2 separate regions of the Zea mays genome follow, and region 2 is linked to region 1. The links are chromatin contacts, called in public Hi-C maps. All regions are on one chromosome and are shown on one strand. Each heading gives the region's core, a stretch centred on a gene start, on an enhancer-like site or on the middle of the called end of the contact. The rest is flanking DNA. Distances are from core to core; before and after follow the strand shown. Region 1 holds the start of LOC542251 (dehydrin). Region 2 holds the start of LOC100193021 (Protein S-acyltransferase 10).

The links. Hi-C and Micro-C count contacts between places; a contact is called where the count stands out from the background.
Region 2: a contact with region 1 is called in a Hi-C map of ear, with 5 times the contacts expected there. The contact joins the promoter of LOC100193021 here to the promoter of LOC542251 in region 1. A contact is called at or near these places in 7 of 25 Hi-C or Micro-C datasets (ear, endosperm, leaf and 2 more).

The regions. Positions count from the first base shown.
Region 1 is chr4:159,675,696-159,680,154 of Zm-B73-REFERENCE-NAM-5.0, reverse strand. LOC542251 (dehydrin) reads left to right here and starts at 1,296. Exons shown (of 2, transcript NM_001111857.2): 1 at 1,296-1,650; 2 at 1,766-2,713. The coding sequence starts at 1,372. The coding sequence ends at 2,356.
Region 2 is chr4:159,819,436-159,823,932 of Zm-B73-REFERENCE-NAM-5.0, reverse strand. LOC100193021 (Protein S-acyltransferase 10) reads right to left here and starts at 1,610. Exons shown (of 11, transcript NM_001138189.1): 1 at 1,503-1,610; 2 at 1,268-1,382; 3 at 601-675; 4 at 414-485; 5 at 157-288; 6 at 1-13. The coding sequence starts at 1,551.

The DNA of each region.
Region 1 (4,459 bases), core at 47-2,546:
CATTATTCGGATATTCATCGTTATGTCGTCTTTATTATTTTGGTATTGTTCTTGCGTCACAACTTTTAATTCAATACATCAATTAGCTAGAAAATAGACTCATGAATTAAGATAATTTATAAAGATATAGATTTCTTATTCCATAACGAGTGCTTAAACTTATAAATTAGCTAGAAAATAGACTCATGAATTAAGATAATATATCAATTAGCTAGAAAATAGACTCATGAATTAAGATAATTTATAAAAAATATTTTTTATCGTATAGTATTGATCAATTGATTTGATTGGCATTCCTTATATCGTAATCTGGCTATTGTCGGGCCAAATCCCCCCTCACACCCCCACCGGATATGGCTAGGTTCAGCCGCCCAGCGACGGATCAGCGGGTCCCGCAGAGCTAGCGTCCAGACCCACATGTCAACGTCGAAGCCTCTAGGCCTCTCCCGTCGTCCGAGTCATCCAACCCCCGTACGTGGAGTGGCGGAATGCAATAATCACTCTCGTGCCCCGGCCGCGTCGCGTAGGCAACTTGCAAACTTCAACAACGACAAGTTCATTCGACTAAACTTCCTTAGATTTAACAGAACCTGACATTATTAGTAACATTTGTACTGTTTCTGAACGAGCAATTGGAAGATCGATCTAAAACAACAGTTCATTCGAAACGGAGGCAGTAGACACATCTCTCCTGTAAAAAAGGAGGGGTACCGTCAAGCTGAAAGTGAAACTGACGACGCTAACGCTTGATTGTTGGGTTGTCCAGTTGAAAGTGAAACTGACATTCGAAACTGAAGCGAGCCCGACGAGTCCAAAGCCAACAACAACAAAAAAACGCTTACGTCTTCAACCAAAGTACTTGAATGAAACTTACGAGTAGAAAACTGATGAACGGAAGACAAGCGTCGCGCGGGCAGCGGAGCAGGTGAGAGAGTTAAGGGGACCGACATCGGGCCGTCCACGCTTTCTCGCCCGCGCGCGTCGCCGACCTCTCCCGTCCCGACGCCGTCCACAGCAGCAGCAGTACCGAACCTCGAGGCACCAGCCACGTCGGAACCAGGCCGCCCCACGCGAGGGGCGCGACACGCGTCGTGGCGCTACTGGCCGTGGCCCTGCCCACCCGCCCGCCACCAGGCCATGTCCCCGTCGGCCGCGGGCTGATCTGTCTGTCCTTCGCGTCGCGTAGCCTACGCGTCGCACGCATCAACGCGGCTGGAACGTTACACTGCGTACACCTTTCGGTTCCTTTCCTTTAGCTTGCTCTATATAAGGACGCCTCCGGCCTAGCCACCTCCACCATCCGAAAGCCCAAGACACTGAGCTGGTCTGTTTAGTTGGAAAGCCATCTGTACTGTACGTTTTTCGCCGATCATGGAGGATGAGAGGAACACCCAGCAGCACCAGGGCGGTGAGCAGGCCCAGGACCAGGAGAACGAGGTGAAGGACAGGGGACTCCTGGACAGCCTTCTCGGCAGGAACAAGCACGACGACCAGGAGAAGAAGAACCAGCAGGAGGAGGAGGAGCTCGCGACCGGCATGGAGAAGGTCACGGTGGCTGAGCCCGACCACAAGGAGGAGGGACACGAGGCCGCCGAGAAGAAGGACAGCCTTCTCGCCAAGCTGCACCGCACCAGCTCCAGTTCCAGCTCGGTGAGTTCGTCGTAAAACATGATCTGCTGCTAGCTAGTTTAATTGACTCCGCCTTCGGATCAGTAAGCTAATAAACCGGCTTCTCACTGCGATCGTGGTGCCTGCGCGCATGCAGTCGAGCGACGACGAGGAAGAGGAGGTGATCGATGAGAACGGCGAAATTGTCAAGAGGAAGAAGAAGGGCCTTAAGGAGAAGGTCAAGGAGAAGCTGGCGGCCCACAAGGCCCACGATGAGGGCGACCACCACCAGCCGGGCGTACCTGCCCCGGCGCCCGCACCGCCCGTGGCGGTGGACACGCATGCTCACCACCAGGAGGGAGAGCACAAGCCGCACTTCCCGGCGCCGGCGCCTCCCCCGCACGTGGAGACGCACCACCCCGTCGTCGTCCACAAGATCGAGGACGACGACACGAAGACTCAGACCCCACCACAGGCACCGGAGGAGGAGAAGAAAGGCCTGCTGGACAAGATCAAGGAGAAGCTACCCGGTGGCCACAAGAAGCCGGAAGACGCTGCTGCCGCCGCCGCCGCGCCGGCCGTCCACGCGCCACCGCCGCCGGCGCCCCACGCCGAGGTCGACGTCAGCAGCCCGGATGGCAAGAAGGGCTTGCTGGGCAAGATCATGGACAAGATACCCGGCTACCACAAGAGCTCGGGTGAAGAAGACCGCAAGGACGCCGCCGGCGAGCACAAGACCAGCTCCTAAGGTCGCAGCGTGTGCGTGTCCGTCGTACGTTCTGGCCGGCCGGGCCTTGGGCGCGCGATCAGAAGCGTTGCGTTGGCGTGTGTGTGCTTCTGGTTTGCTTTAATTTTACCAAGTTTGTTTCAAGGTGGATCGCGTGGTCAAGGTCCGTGTGCTTTAAAGACCCACCGGCACTGGCAGTGAGTGTTGCTGCTTGTGTAGGCTTTGGTACGTATGGGCTTTATTTGCTTCTGGATGTTGTGTACTACTTGGGTTTGTTGAATTATTATGAGCAGTTGCGTATTGTAATTCAGCTGGGCTACCTGGACATTGTTATGTATTAATAAATGCTTTGCTTTCTTCTAAAGATCTTTAAGTGCTAGCTTGGTGACGAGTGAATTGAGAATTTGAGATACATTGAAAAGGTTAAAGTAGAAATAAAGTAATTTTCCTCAGTTCCCCTTAATTCCCTTACACCGAACCAGCTCTAAAGATGGATGAAGCCTGTGGTGGATTATGCATGATAGAAAATCTTCCAAAGATGGAAGCATGGGAGCATGTCCGTTAGAGGATTGAAGAGGTCCCTAGGAAGGGGCTCCCATCACAACCCTCTTCACACACTTCTTCTTTGCGACAACTTGCTTTGCTTCGAATTTAAAGGCATGCTAGAGGCATGTGGAACATTTAGGGCTATACATGGCCAACAAACATGTGGCCCGCAAGCTCGATATGAAGCCTATTTAGGCCCGATCCTAGCATGACCCAACATGGCTCTACGCGGGCATGTGCCTAGCTCGGCACGAAGGGCGTGTCGTGATCGTTTAGGGTTTCAGCCCGTTGGACTGGCCCGGGCACGACTTGTTCCTAAACAGGCTATAGACTCGGTTCGTTTAATAAGGCAACCATTGCACGAATAGCTCTATCCTTTATTTGTGACATGTGTATTATTTATGATATGTGTAATTGTGGTCAGTTATATCCTTCAATTGTGATTTGTGAATGTGTTTTATTTTTATTGTAATCTAATTCCGAGCTCGGTTTATGCGTCGACAGGCTCGGGCTGGCACAATATTCATTCTCAAGCCAGGCTGGCCCGGTACGGTTGGGCCCGTCCCATGCCATACTCGTTCAGGGGTTTTAGACATCGGCAGCCCGACCCAACATGGGTAGCAATTTGGCCTAATCGTGCCATGCTTATGCGGACCGTGCTTCTACGAGCTCGGGTCGGACCGGGGCACGACGCTTGTTTGGATATCTCTAGTTAGGGCCTAACTTGAACCTTCACCCTGACACACATGTTGAGCTTGTGCGGTTTTGCATCGGGTCATACAACAACAAAATATTGTCCACCCCAAACAGAGTTTGCACCTTGTTCTAGGATGACATAATATTAGACTAGACGGTCCAAATGATCACTACAAGAAACAAGGCATGGAGTGTCGGCCAAAAACCCACACTTTTACTGAAATAAGCCGACACTCTAAAATGGACGCTGTTGGGGGCCTTCGGTTTTCCGAAGGTCCTCAAAAACATAACTTGACAATGTTTTCCAAGTATGCGAGCAGGTATCTTCGGAATCAGGTTGCGGGTATACAAGACCATGGTCAAGACGAAGCTTGACTGAAATGGAAGACGATCATGACGAAGGATGAAACGATCACGAAGCTATGTGCAGAAAAGCTTCGACATGATAGCAGAAAAGGGGAACCGACTTAAAGATGAAAAGCCAAATTAGACCTCGAAGAATTACTATAGAGTTATTGATAAAAGCAAAGGGCATTAATGTAATTTTACATGGGCTGCGTCCTGTGCCTATAAATAGGTGAACAGTACCCCTGTACTGGACACGCTGACTTGGCATTAGCATCACGCTTGTGCCCTTACTTTCCTTCTAGCTGAAGGTACATTTGTAATTTGTTGTTGTTTATATAAGTAAAATAAATAGAAACACATTAATAATAATGTTCCAAGTAATCATGTTATTTTCTGTGTTTTATGTATAAATCTCTTTTACTTTTTATTATGATTATGAAGGTGTGACCTTCATAACCTTCGTCCGAAATCCATTATATCCAAAAGGAAATAATGCTTCGAAGGACGAAGGGCTTTGATATTTAACATTTCATG
Region 2 (4,497 bases), core at 361-2,860, 140 kb before region 1:
GCAAGTCCAATCCCTAGAAGACAATGATGGGTATTGAACAAATTACTGTGTGGCATATACAAGAATGCCAAAACGAAAATACCATTAAAAAATACAGTGCCGCTTCTAAGGATATTGTTGCCTCAAATAAAAATTTCTCAATAGTCAAAGCTATACCTGCTGTTTGACCCTGGAGGATAAAGATCCACAACCATCTGTGCCCATGATGTAGGAGTCATCGCGCTAAGTTTCTGTAGTTGAGCATGACTCGTTGGAGAATTTGTGTTTCCATTTCTTGAATTTGACTGCCTTTTCTTAATCATCAAAACAAAGGGAAAAGAAAGCATAAATATCAATGAATGCATCTGATATGTTTTCCTGACGGTAGAGAGATCCAATTACCGGGTGCAAAGCTAGGGTTCTAAAGACATTACTTTGAAAGAGCAGCAGTGTTGACGAAGGTTGCATGCATCATGGAACCAGCTCTCATTACATCAATAACATACCTGATAACGCAGAAGTACACAAAACAGAATCAGACAGTTCCTTTCTTTCCATACACAGCATATTATTCCATTAGTGAACGATGAGGACAAAGTCAGAAACGAAAATAGCAATTACCCTGGAGATGAGCCAGCTGTGTAGAAGTATTGCACTAGCGTGAGCAGAACCAGCACTCCATACAACCCTATATACCTGGAACAAAAAGTGATCTGTAAGGTTAAACAATATATAAACCCTTGCTCTAGATAAGAACAGAAAAATATAATATTTTGTCAAAATTCAGAAGTCAGAACACAACTTGCCGACATGAAAAGGAGCACGACATGGCACATAGTGGATAAAATGGAAAACTAGTAGTACTAGTATTACACGACTATAATTCAGAAAATTTTAGAAGACACTTTGACAATATGAACACTTGCACGAGGACTAAGACAATGTGTAACTATTTGATAAAAGTGATCTCAGAATGCCATGTCCTATCAATCCAGATTTCCATGAATTGAACCATTCAGTTATATCAACAATTAGATGCAGAAACAATTGCTTACACAAGCAGCCCAAAAAGCTCTTCCACAGGCAAATCTGGCAAGCTTAGAATATACTAAAACACTTGTGTGTAGTAACTAGTAAGACAGCTAAAAACATACTCGATAGCAGGCAACCTAGAGCTCACTAAGGGCCTAAGGGTTAGAAGAAAGGTCTATAACACGCTTCTCTGCATCAAGTAGAGGCACGCGGCCTAATCTAGAACAAATTCAAAAAACAAGAGAGATAATCGTACCACGGCTCCTCGTGGATTCGCCAGTCGAGAGTCGGATCGAGGATGAAGACAGCGCCAACGAACATGACGTGCATCAGGAGCACCGTGAATCTGAGTCCCAGCGATGACCTCCTCTCTATGAAGAAGCCCCAGAGGCCCAGGTCAAGAAACCCCATGGACACAATGAAGCACCAAATCGAGCCTAATAATTGCTGAATTTTCAACACACAAACAAAATCAGGCGTAACCAGCGTACCTCGATCAGAGAGGCGGAAACTGGGCTCGACAGCAGATGAGGACGCCATTGACGCCGTCTCCGTCGCATCCGATGGCGGTGCTCCGACGGGGGTCAGTTTTGTACAAGGGCCACGGGAAGGTCACCGGCGCCGATTTCGGATTTTCGGTAGAAGAAGCAGGGGATCCGTTCCGGCGGGTCCTACCTGGCAGACAGATCTCATGGAGGTTGATGGGCCCCATTTGGAAGTGTGAGTGGGCCAGACGAGGCCACGACGTGGGCTGGATTTGGTTGCGCTCCCTCGTGCCACTCCATCTACTCCCCGGGTTGTTCACGCTTTTTGAGAAGTTATTTTTTAAATTAGGAATGTATCTGTGCGATGTCACGGAACACAAATTGCGACCCTCCAATGCACTTAGGACCTGGTGACGGCGTGAGTACAATAGTAACGGCAAAATATGTGATTAAACATAGATACAGAACGATATAAATATGTCTACCTAAATAGATTGAAATGGAATCGCACAAATAATTTTTAAAGAGTAAATATATAATGCTTATTGTCTCCTTGATCACCATGCCGGTGTAGCTCAGGCAGCCCAGGAGTTACTCGTGGTCGCCTGGGTTCTTGCTGTCGAGTACTCGTCGAACCTCTGCTTGGGCCTTGGCCATGGCTTCCGGGTTCCTCATGAGCTCGGACACCACCCTCCACGTCCACGGCGCTGCCTCGCCCCTTCTGGCTCCGGTGCCCGAACCCGTCGGAGGAGGCGCTCAGGAAGACGAACTTTTGCCGTCGCTCTGGCTGCGCCCGACGGCGAGCCGGGGCCGCCACCGGAGCACAGACCCCGTGGAGCCACTCTTCTTGCACCGCGCCTGGGAGGACGCTGCTACGGCTACGACCGACCACCCGGGAGACCACAGGCAGAACATCTCTGCCGGCACCGAGTCGAGGTCGTCGTCGTCGTCCGCGGGAGCAGGAACGGCGGCGGATCTCCTTGACGAGGGACATAGTCTCGCTGTCCCCGATGGGCGCGAGCTGCCTCACCTTGCGCGCGCTGAGGAGCTCCAGCGTGCACAACTTGCAGCGCCCTCCAGTAGGCCCCGTAGGGAGCGAAGGCGAAGTCATGGCCACCGTAGCCGATGATCTCCGTGGCGAGCAGGTACATAGGAAGGCCGGATCCGACGTTGTCGTAGGCGGCGCACATGGATGTTGGCCGCTATGCGCGAGCGAGGATCCCACATGGTTGTTGGCTGGAGGCGGCCGTGCGCATGGCGGGAGCGGGAGCGAGGCATGCGGGGGCGCGAGGATGGATGGCAGATGAGGCATGTGGGGGCGGATCCGACGCTAGGCGCGAGCTAGGATGGCATCACAATCGGACGGTGGGGATGGAGGCGGGGGCATGGTTGTCCCAAGTCTACACTATCGTCTTAAGGATTAGTAGACAAATTGCGACCCTCCAATGACAGGGAACGAAGACAAAGGTAAACTATGAAAAACAAGTTTACTCGCCAGGGACAATGCATTTATCTACAAGTCATGTAACATATTTGTTGTATTTTAAAGTCTAGTTTTGTATCCAATATCCATACATAAATGACATGATTACACATTTTACAGTTGACATGACGTGGCGACAATGCAAGCAAATTGCACAGGATTGAACATCATAGCTGAAGTGTTCAATAGGTTACTCCTAATAAACATACTACTCAAGAAATTTAAGAATAATAATAGTTGTTGACACAATGGACCATGCCAAAATAAAAAATTCTCAACGCAAACATAAATGCAAAAATAATGTGACCAATCAAGAATGCTCAAGTGAACACAATATTAGACTGCAAAACCAAACTGATTCTACGATATTGCTACCCTTAAATTTGGATACTTCCACAATCGTGTTGAAGTCTTCCTGGCTTAAAGAATATGTATCCATAAACTCTACCACCTTATGAACAACTTCATCTTGGATGAATGAAAATATCATATTTCCTGCAGATTGCTCAACTAAAATGTTTCTGCAAGGGAAATTGTATTTGAGATTGTTGTATTACAAAACAAGAGCTATAAATGCTAGTTACCGACTAAGCAATTCAGTAACTCCATGTTATGGTAAGTTACTTAGTAATTCAGCCACAAAACTACATGGTATTACACATATTTTTTGAAAAAAACAATAACTTCTAAGCTATGCATTTCAAAGTTTCGATGATATGTGGTAAGGTGCTTGGACGACTGTAGAAGTTGGTAGAGAATATTACTTCTACTATCTTAATTTCAAGTATGCAATTATGTCATCTATGGGAAATTTTGAAGCAAAACTTAATTTCAACATTCATCAGTTGTGTGGCATCTCTATTTTCAAGACTACTAAAATATCATCATGAGACCAACATCCATGGGATGTTGTTGCTTTAAGTTGAATTGGCTAACCTTTTGATTTAACTTTTGTAACAGGTGCCATCTCCAGGACTTTGGCTACAATCTGAGCAAAGTCTCACTCCTATGTGACAATGAGAGTGCAATCCGCATGGCGGATAATCCTGTTGAACACAGCCGCACTAAGCACATAGACATCCGGCATCACTTTTTGAGAGACCACCAGCAAAAGGGAGATATCGAAGTGTTCTATATTAGCACCGAGAACCAGCTAGCCGATATCTTTACCAAGCCTTTAGATGAGAAAACCTTTTGTAGGCTGCGTAGTGAGCTAAATATCTTAGATTCACGTAACTTAGATTGATTTATAGCATACATGTGTTTTATGCCCTTGATCAAGTTACTTTATGCATTTATGAGATTTGTTGTTTATTTATGGTGCTCAAGTTGTGCAATGGATCCCCGGACCTCACAAGTCCATGTGTGAATGATGCACATATTTAGGGGGAGAAGTGCTACAACTTGACCCTTTGAGACTAACATTTGTGCTTCAGTTTACTTGATGTAGTCTCAAAGGTGAATTGAAAGGGAAAGGTGAACTTGGACCATGCAAAGATTTCCACTGCACTCCGGTAT